Linked DNA regions of Sus scrofa: all the other regions are linked to region 3. A link is a contact called in public promoter capture Hi-C and targeted proximity ligation data. All regions are on one chromosome and are shown on one strand. The core of a region is the stretch at or near the end of the contact, and the rest is flanking DNA. Distances in the headings are between cores, read along the strand shown. Region 1 holds the start of TTC27 (tetratricopeptide repeat protein 27). Region 2 overlaps TTC27 (tetratricopeptide repeat protein 27). Region 3 holds the start of FAM98A (protein FAM98A).

Region 1 (2,700 bases), core at 113-2,612, 940 kb after region 3:
ACTCTCTGTAAAAGAAAAAAAATTTAGTTCAATAATTCAAAGAACAATATGTTATACTGTAAAGGGTAACACTGTTAGCATTTTAGTACACAACAAAGTGTATATACTTAGAATGTTTGCTATACAACAATCACAAAGCACCGAGAAAATTTCTATCGTTATACAAACATCACTTCTCCTAGATTAGAAGCCTATCTACACTATGTGCAGCAAGGCAGAAGTTAGACTCAGAAATAATATTCTTCATTAGCAAGTAACATCACCCTTCTGCTGGGAATCTTAAAGGATTCCTACTGACAAAAAAAAGTTTCCTCAGAAAGCTTCCTATCCCTGTCTGACTCCTCCTATCCCTACTGTCCCCCCGCCCAATGAAAAGCTGGTTCACTCACAGTTTCCCTAATATCCCAATGCACATTCCTGCCTTACTTGTCAGTCTTATTCTTTAATCAAAAATCAGGTCAAGTTTGATTTCTTCCATAAGACTTTTCCATAACCAGATTTCAGAAACTTCTCTCCTGAAACCTATTATGTACACACACAAACTCGAGTGCACACACACATACACAGAGATCACTTACATACTGTCCTAAATTGTCATTCCTCCTTCTCTGTGTCTAGCCTAAATCCCCCAACCAGAAGTGCCTATATCCCACTATGTGCTTTGCTTACAAGATTACATCTTTGTTGCCTCGTTTCACCTGTTGTGCTTACCAGCTGTGTGACCTTGAATAAATTACGTAACAAATCTGTACTTAAAGGACTTCATCTGGAAAATGAGAATGGAAGTGGAACCTATTATAAGGATTAAATGGCTGAATAAATGTCAAGAGTTTAGAAAAATAATTGGCATTGTTATTATTACTGAACCTGGACGGTGAGAAGACAGGCATGTAGCTTGGGGACCACGCCCACCATATCAAGTATGCAACAACCCAAAGCCTAGATTTTGGTGGGAAAAAAATAAAACCACGAGGTATGAGAACCCAGTCGCCGCCACCACTTCTCCCCACAGTCCCACGCTGGCCTAAGTCTTTCCCTGGCAGGTGCACCCCTCTCACCCAAACCAACGACTCCGTCCTGCTTCCACTGCTTCCTCTCAGCTTCAGTGGAGAAGCCTCTCAGAACTGCCAGCTCCGGGGTCCACATCACCCCAGACATCCCTGCAGCCAGAAGACGTTCCTACAAGAGTGACACAGGAGCCAACCAAAGAAAGTGGAAAGATGAGAGTCCAAAGACGCAGAAGACTAGTGGCGACAGTTCCTGTGAACACATCCACAGCCCTAGAACCCCATGTGTGGATACCGGCACAAGGGGGCCGCCATGACAGGAGCGCGGAGAACCCTGGGAAACACACACGCTTTCTCCGGCCCAGTTTCCGCCTTGGCGGCCAACCCAAGTCCTTGCTACGAGCATGCCCAGTGGGGATGCCCTGCTCCGGACGAGGAGGAAGAGGAGGGCTTTGCTTAGAGCGCGCGGTCTACTTCAGCCCTGGCTCCTGGAGGGAGGAGCTGCTGGAGCTGCGGAGGGCGGGTTGAAGTGATGTGGAATGTTGCAGTCTTGCCCAGATGAGATACAACTGAAATGTCTGAGGCTTTGATCGCTAAACTCTTTCACTCAGAACCGTCCTGACTACCTAACGAAAGCCGTAGTCTTTTCCTTAAAAGCACGTGAGCCTTTATACCAACACTGCCGTAGCATTTCAGGGAGTTAGATCCTCTGAGTGGAGTCCGTGAACCCCAGGTTAAGAACGCCCTCAGCAGAGGTCTTTATTCTGGAATGAATTCAAGTGTAAATGAAATATCAGGTTTTGATGCTGCCGCTACATAAATCATGACTGGGTGGGACATCTGGCCCGGCCGCTGGTGCAGAGAAGCTTTCGGAGGCTAGACGGCGAACACTGAAGAAATCTGCCAGCCCTGAGTGCCTGCTGCTGGGCCCAGAGCTGTCAGGTCCTTAAATCTTCATGGTCAAGACCGAGCTCTGAGAGCTTGACTTGGTGGGGCAGGATTCTGCCTCCAGTTAGCATGCAGCCTGCACTGTGAGTGTGTTGCCATACACGAACCAGGAGAAAGCTGCAGGGTGACACTGATCACAAGGGACTCAAGTAGGAATCAAATGCAGTTCTGGAGGAGCCTTGCCCATTACCAGCTCCAAGGCGAGAAGCGAAATTCTTTTTTTTTTTTTTCCCCAAAGTGTCCGAAGTCGCTGGCATTTGGATGTTCCCAGCCTAGGAGTCAAATCGGAGCTGCAGCTGCCAGCCTACACCACAGCCACAGCAACGTTAAATCCTAGCCGCGTCTTCAACCTGCACCACAGCTCATGAGCAATGCTGGATCCTTAACCCGCTGAGCGAAGCCAGGGATCAAACCTGTGTCCTTATGGAAGCTAGTCAGATTTGTTTGCACTGAGCCGCACCAGGAACTCCGAGAAGGGAAACTCTTAATTCACTTTCTTCCTCAGTACCCAGAGCCCCTCCAGCTTTTAGAAGGAAGAGGTGCTCAGCTCAGATCACCCACTGCCAGCAGATGCCAAAGGAAGCCAGACTTGAGTTGTGAGAGAAGAGTAGATGCCCCAGACTGTTTTCTCATTGAAAAGTAATTAAAAGGTATTTATGCAGGGATCTGTATTTGATTGGTGCATCCATTGGTTTTTCAAGTCCCAAATCCAACACTGTGGAAGCTACTTGACAATTGGGTTAAA
Region 2 (2,700 bases), core at 143-2,642, 800 kb after region 3:
ATGTGGAAGTTCCCAGGCCAGGGATCAAACACGCACCACAGCAGTGACCTGAGCTACTGCAGTACAATGCCATATCCTTAACCCACCGTACTATGAGGATACTCCTGGAGATATTTTATAATCATTTTTCTCACGCAGAGTCTTTGAAACCTGATGTGTTCTACAGTTACTGCACATCTCAATTTGACCAGCCACATTTTAAGTGCTTAACTGCATGTGGCTCCCGTACTGGGCAGCATGGTTCTACACTATTTCTCCAAGGCACTGGCATAGATCCTGGCCTATCGACATGTCTCCCTTTTTTTCTCCATTAAAAAAACTAGCTCCTCTAGTAGAGAGCTTCCCATGGGCTCCAACATTCATATACTATAGTCCCTCTTGTTCCTCTTCATATGACAGCAGCCAGAATAATTAGCCCTTAGTGAGCATGTATTATGCGTGCCAAGCGCTGATAGCCTGAGTTTTCACACATCACCTCATCCACTCCCCACAACAGCCTTGCAAGGTAGTAAATATTACCCTCATTCAAGATGTGACCATGACCACAGAGTCAGTCAGGGATAGAAAAGGGATTGGAGGCCTGGTCAGTGGGACTCCAGAGCCCATCTCTCCAAAGGCCCACGCTGCCTCCCGCTTACCTTCTGCCCACACATAGCCATGACTCATGGCCAAGTCAGGAGAGAGACTGGTGGGGGGCGGGTGAGGGGCAGGCAAGACTCTAGTACACATGGGAAAACCTGGGAGATTGATTTTTTAAAGAAGCTGGGCGTTAGCTACTCCTCCCTCCTCCCACGCACCTCTCCTGATTAGGCAAGTGGACAAAGACAAAGCAGAAGAGTGGATGCCCACGCTTAGCTGGAGGAAAGAGCTGAAAGGCAAACCTCTTACCAAGGCACTGGGCAAGAATGGAGAAAGGTAATCATCTGACAGAGGGGCTCTGGTTGAGATTTCTGTGCAGCTTATTTCCAGGGCAAACTGTGAAGGCAGGCTGGCTATAGGCAGGGCAGTGATCTTTAGAAGGCGGTAGTCTAAGCTTTTTCCTCTAAAGGAGCCAATACGGAAATGCATGTGATGATACATGTACTTAAAGAATAGTTTTAAGTTATTTTAAAACTATTATCAAAAGCTGGGATAGTTGAGAACATGATCTCTCATTAAATTACCCTCACAAAGCTCCCTAGAGAAACAGTGGAAGAGAGGGAAAGACTGGATTCAAGAGGTTCTGAGGAACCATATGACCTTGGTCATGTCACTTAACCTGAGTCTCAGTTGCCCAGTCATTTAACTGACAGTGGATTAAGCAAAACTTCCAGGGCCCCTTCAGACCCCAGATTTTTAAAACTCAGAGGTGACAGGGTTCAAAGGTACATTGGTGCCATCTAGCGGTAAAACAAATATACTGATGATGCAAATAGAACAGCAAGTTTGACCAACTAGGAGGAAATCAATTCAACCAGAGGCCTTAGAAATCACTGAAAAGAAGCTGAGAGGAAAAAGGCCTAATAAGAAGTGATTTGCCTAAAGCCACACAATGGTTCCTGGTTCCTGTTGTGCAATCCATGTGATGAAGAAAGTGACTACAATACTTAGTAAACCTCAATAATTAAAACAGAAGTTAAGGAGTTCCTGCTGGGGCACAACAGGATTGGCAGTGTCTTGGGAGCACTGGAAGGCAGGTTCAATGCCCAGCACAGTGGGTAAAGGATCCAGTGTTGCCACAGTTGCAGTTTGGGTCGCAACTGCGGCTCGGATCTGATCCCTGGCCCGGGAACTCCATACGCCTCAGGGTGGCCAAAAAAACAACAACAACAACAAAAAGAGGTTAAACAGCATGCTCCTCTGAGGATTAAGCACCACTGGACAATGGGCATGGATTACTTTTACAAAGTTATTTTTTACAAGGGTATTTAAAGCACCTCTGCAAGATGCCCTTTGTTTGTTACACTTTTCTTCCTTAAATTATGAGCTTACTACTCAAATTGGCTTCCTTCCCAAGGTTTCTGCAGAATAGCTTCACAACACTGTAAATCAACTATACTTCAATAAAAAAAAAAAAGAAAGAAATTAAGGGAATCCAAATAATAATTATCAGTAGCTTCACTCTTTTCATTTATTTTCCTTATAGGATTTACTGAATTTTTCTGAGGTCCCATATGATACAGTATCACACATTATAACTGAAAGCTACACTCTCCATGCTCTCCCTTCCACATCCCTGAGTCATTCCCATGACCCCAAATGCAGATAAGTTTTTGAATGTGTCTTCATTATACAGGAAATGACCCAAGCCAAAACCAAGAGAGATATCAATGCTGTTTTGGTAGTAGCTTTTCCTGAAGGGATGCTTCGTGCTCATATTTTTTAAAAATGTGTACTACCAACCCTTTCGCAACCAAATTTCTCATTTACTGAACACTAAGTTCTCCTCCCTAAGGAAACACACGTCTTAAGCTGTCAGCTTCTCTCTCTCAAAGTTTCCTCTATTTCAGTGTCTTCCTTTAAACGAGAGGGGCAACTAAATTTTATGCTTTTTTCTTTCACTAGGAAGCCTATTAACTGCTGAGTGGCCTCCTCTTATTCACGTCCTAGATTTGGTTACTACTGGTTCTTCTACATGCCCACGCCTTCCAGAGAATTCACAATGTGAGATAACCCAGGTGTTTATACATCATCTGCATGAGACTCTCCTGTTCAATATAT
Region 3 (2,700 bases), core at 133-2,632:
TTTAAGGTATTTATATACAGGATATACAAGCATACATGATTTGTTTATCCAACTAGCTACATCTTCCTATTTTTTCACATCCTGCTTATAAATCCTTATTTGACTAGTCAAATAAGAATAAATATGAATTTAGAGATATCTCAGTTTCAAAAGCCAGGTCTTACCATTTTTGATAGACAAGCCAACTAAGCCTTAGTGTCCTCACCTGCAAAATGGGAGTAATACTTACACAGCCTTATGATGATTGCATAAAATAACACCGATCAAGGAAATAATACAATTCAAACACACAGTAGATACATAATAAATGTTAATTCCTTCCCTCATTCCAGATGGTGCAAAATAAGGAATTTTAAAGGTACTATGAAGAATAAGGAGCATTTATCCATTAGATACCAAAATATTTGAGAACTACAAAATAAAATTTACTGATAGCAGTGTGAAAACTCTTTAATGCCTACACAGTGCACAATTATGCCCATTTATAGTTAAATGTAATTTTCTAAATATGCCATCACTTCGAAAACAATTTTTCTCATTTTTTTCAATAAATTCTAAGTACATACCCAACCAGTAACTGCCAAGAAACCACAGCCCATCGTGATGCGAGTGTCACACCATGCCAAAAAATGCCAAATCGATAACGGTACAACAAAAAGTTTATTTACCCTTTAAACTGCGTGGGTTTAAATATATTCCATCCTATTTGATATTGACACACAGCGAAGGCCCCCCTCTTACCTCCCTCCCCCACCCCTTTAAAATAAAGATTCTTAGTGTCTGGGAAGGGCTTAAGAAGTCTGGTAGAGAACGGCAAAGGAACGGAATGAATCAACTTTCTGAATACATCCGTGTCAAGGGAAAGTTTACTCCTTAACTCCGAAATACAGCTACTGCAGCCACCAGGAACTCCGACGGCATGTTATCTGCCATTCTCGGCACTTGTCCCGTCTCTAGCCCTGTTCTAAGGAATTAGAGCGAACGAACTTCTCCCTCTCTACGGCCCACAGGTAAGGCTGGTCACCCACTCAGGCGACTGGGATCCAGACAGTCAGTTTCACAGCAAACGCCCACCCAACTCTATGGACCCCCACCCTCCCCCGCCCGAGGATCCTTCCCCGCCCGCCTCGCCCCAAGCTTCGCACATGCGCACACCCAATTAGGAAAAATTAGAGCGCCCCCGGCCCTCGCCAGGTCCCCACGCCCAGCTGCCACGCAGCCAGTCCTCCTGCCCTTCTTGGGGCCGTCGGCTTCACTATTCAGTAATACGCATGTGCGTGTAGTGTCGCCTGACCATCTTTCAGGCGGCCGGGGCGGGCCGGCAGGCGGGACCAAGTTTCTTACGCACGCTCCGGACATGCGCAGTGCATGGACTGAGGCGCCAGCTGTCGATTTGGAAGTTCCGGGGAAGCAGCGCATGCGCGAGTGTACGCGTTGCCGGCGAAGAGGGGAGCCTGACGACTCGGAAATTTGAATACCACAGTAGCATGGAGTGTGACCTCTTGGAGTCTGACATCTTGGAGTCGTTGGAAGATCTAGGGTAAGACTGCCAGGGCACGGGTCTCCCAAACCCCACACTGTCGCCCACCGGCCCGAAAACTCCTTCTCCACCTCAGTCAGCGACACCTGCCTCTCCACGCCTCACCCCGTGGCTCCTGGCTGTCGCCTCCCTATACCTCCAGGACCCCAATGCCACGTCCACTGCCTGCTCTGCTGGGTCGGGGCCCTCCGGCTGCGACGCCCCTAGGCCTGCCCTGTGCTCGGTGCAGCCAAGTTTCCCGCAGCGTTTGTCAGTCATGCGTGTCATTGTCTGGGCTCTGGTTCACGCCACCCCCCTCCCCAGCTTCTCTCCGTGCTCCCCATCCTTCTGCCCTACCCCCTCACTCTGGAGGTTGCCAAAGTTGATTCTCTGTTTTCCTACTTGTCCTCCAAACTTCCTGCTTCTGTCTTGAGCCCCTGCTCCTACCCCACCCCACTTCGCTCAGAAAATCTCCTTTGCCCAGTCATGTCTGCATGCACCCAGGCTTCCCTAAGGCACATGTCTGCGCTGCATCCGTTCTGCCAGCCAGCTCACTTATACACCTAACCTGTCACCACCTTCATGGGAACCACTCGCTGTTTCCCTTGACTCTGACACACCTTCACTGAGCCGCCATTAGCTCTTAGTCTTAGGGGCATCCTCACCCACCAAGTCCCAGCGTATTTGTTGTGCATTTTTGTCTCCCCCTGACAGTTAACCCAGCCATAATTCATCAGTATCTGGAAGCTGGAAATAAGGCTGCTTATCTCACTGGGTCACCCAGATCAGTGTACTCTCTTAAAACTTGAGAACTTAGAATTTCTTGGGCTAAATGCTGTCCAGAAACAAATTGTATAATTAAATATTTGCCCACAGTACAGCTTAAAAAAAAAAAATACGGATTTAGAAAACTATAAAAGTAACAAGTCTCTTATCAAAACCTTCCTCTAGGTTTTTCCATGCCATGGAAGCCTTTGGGGGAAAGCTTACTTTAGTATTAAAAGAACAAGGGTTCCCAAAGTCTGCCCATTTTTAGGAAAGGCAGTGGTTGTGCTTATCTTTTTCTGTCAATATGAATTACCATTGCTCTTTTCTTTGGAGCTTGCTCTGAATTTTCATGAATAAAGTCAGACTTTAGGCAGCTTATTTCTTTGATGAGAACCTAAGTAAAAGTCACAATC

The links. Promoter capture Hi-C pulls out the DNA fragments that hold promoters and counts their contacts.
Region 1: a contact with region 3 is called in a promoter capture Hi-C map of liver, with 4 times the contacts expected there. A contact is called at or near these places in 1 of 5 promoter capture datasets (liver) and 1 of 2 datasets of targeted methods (skeletal muscle).
Region 2: a contact with region 3 is called in a targeted proximity ligation map of alveolar macrophages. A contact is called at or near these places in 1 of 5 promoter capture datasets (liver), 5 of 47 Hi-C or Micro-C datasets (embryonic fibroblasts, epiblast stem cells, fetal skeletal muscle and 2 more) and 1 of 2 datasets of targeted methods (alveolar macrophages).

Annotation. Positions count from the first base shown.
Region 1 is chr3:106,997,763-107,000,462 of Sscrofa11.1, forward strand. It overlaps TTC27 (tetratricopeptide repeat protein 27), which reads right to left and starts at 1,363. Exons shown (of 21, transcript XM_021087655.1): 1 at 1,059-1,363; 2 at 1-5. The coding sequence starts at 1,158.
Region 2 is chr3:106,857,724-106,860,423 of Sscrofa11.1, forward strand. The region is part of intron 14 of TTC27 (tetratricopeptide repeat protein 27); the gene reads right to left. Among named protein-coding and RNA genes, the nearest start is that of LTBP1, 130 kb to the left of the region's middle.
Region 3 is chr3:106,060,185-106,062,884 of Sscrofa11.1, forward strand. FAM98A (protein FAM98A) reads left to right here and starts at 1,383. Exons shown (of 8, transcript XM_003125249.5): 1 at 1,383-1,540. The coding sequence starts at 1,488.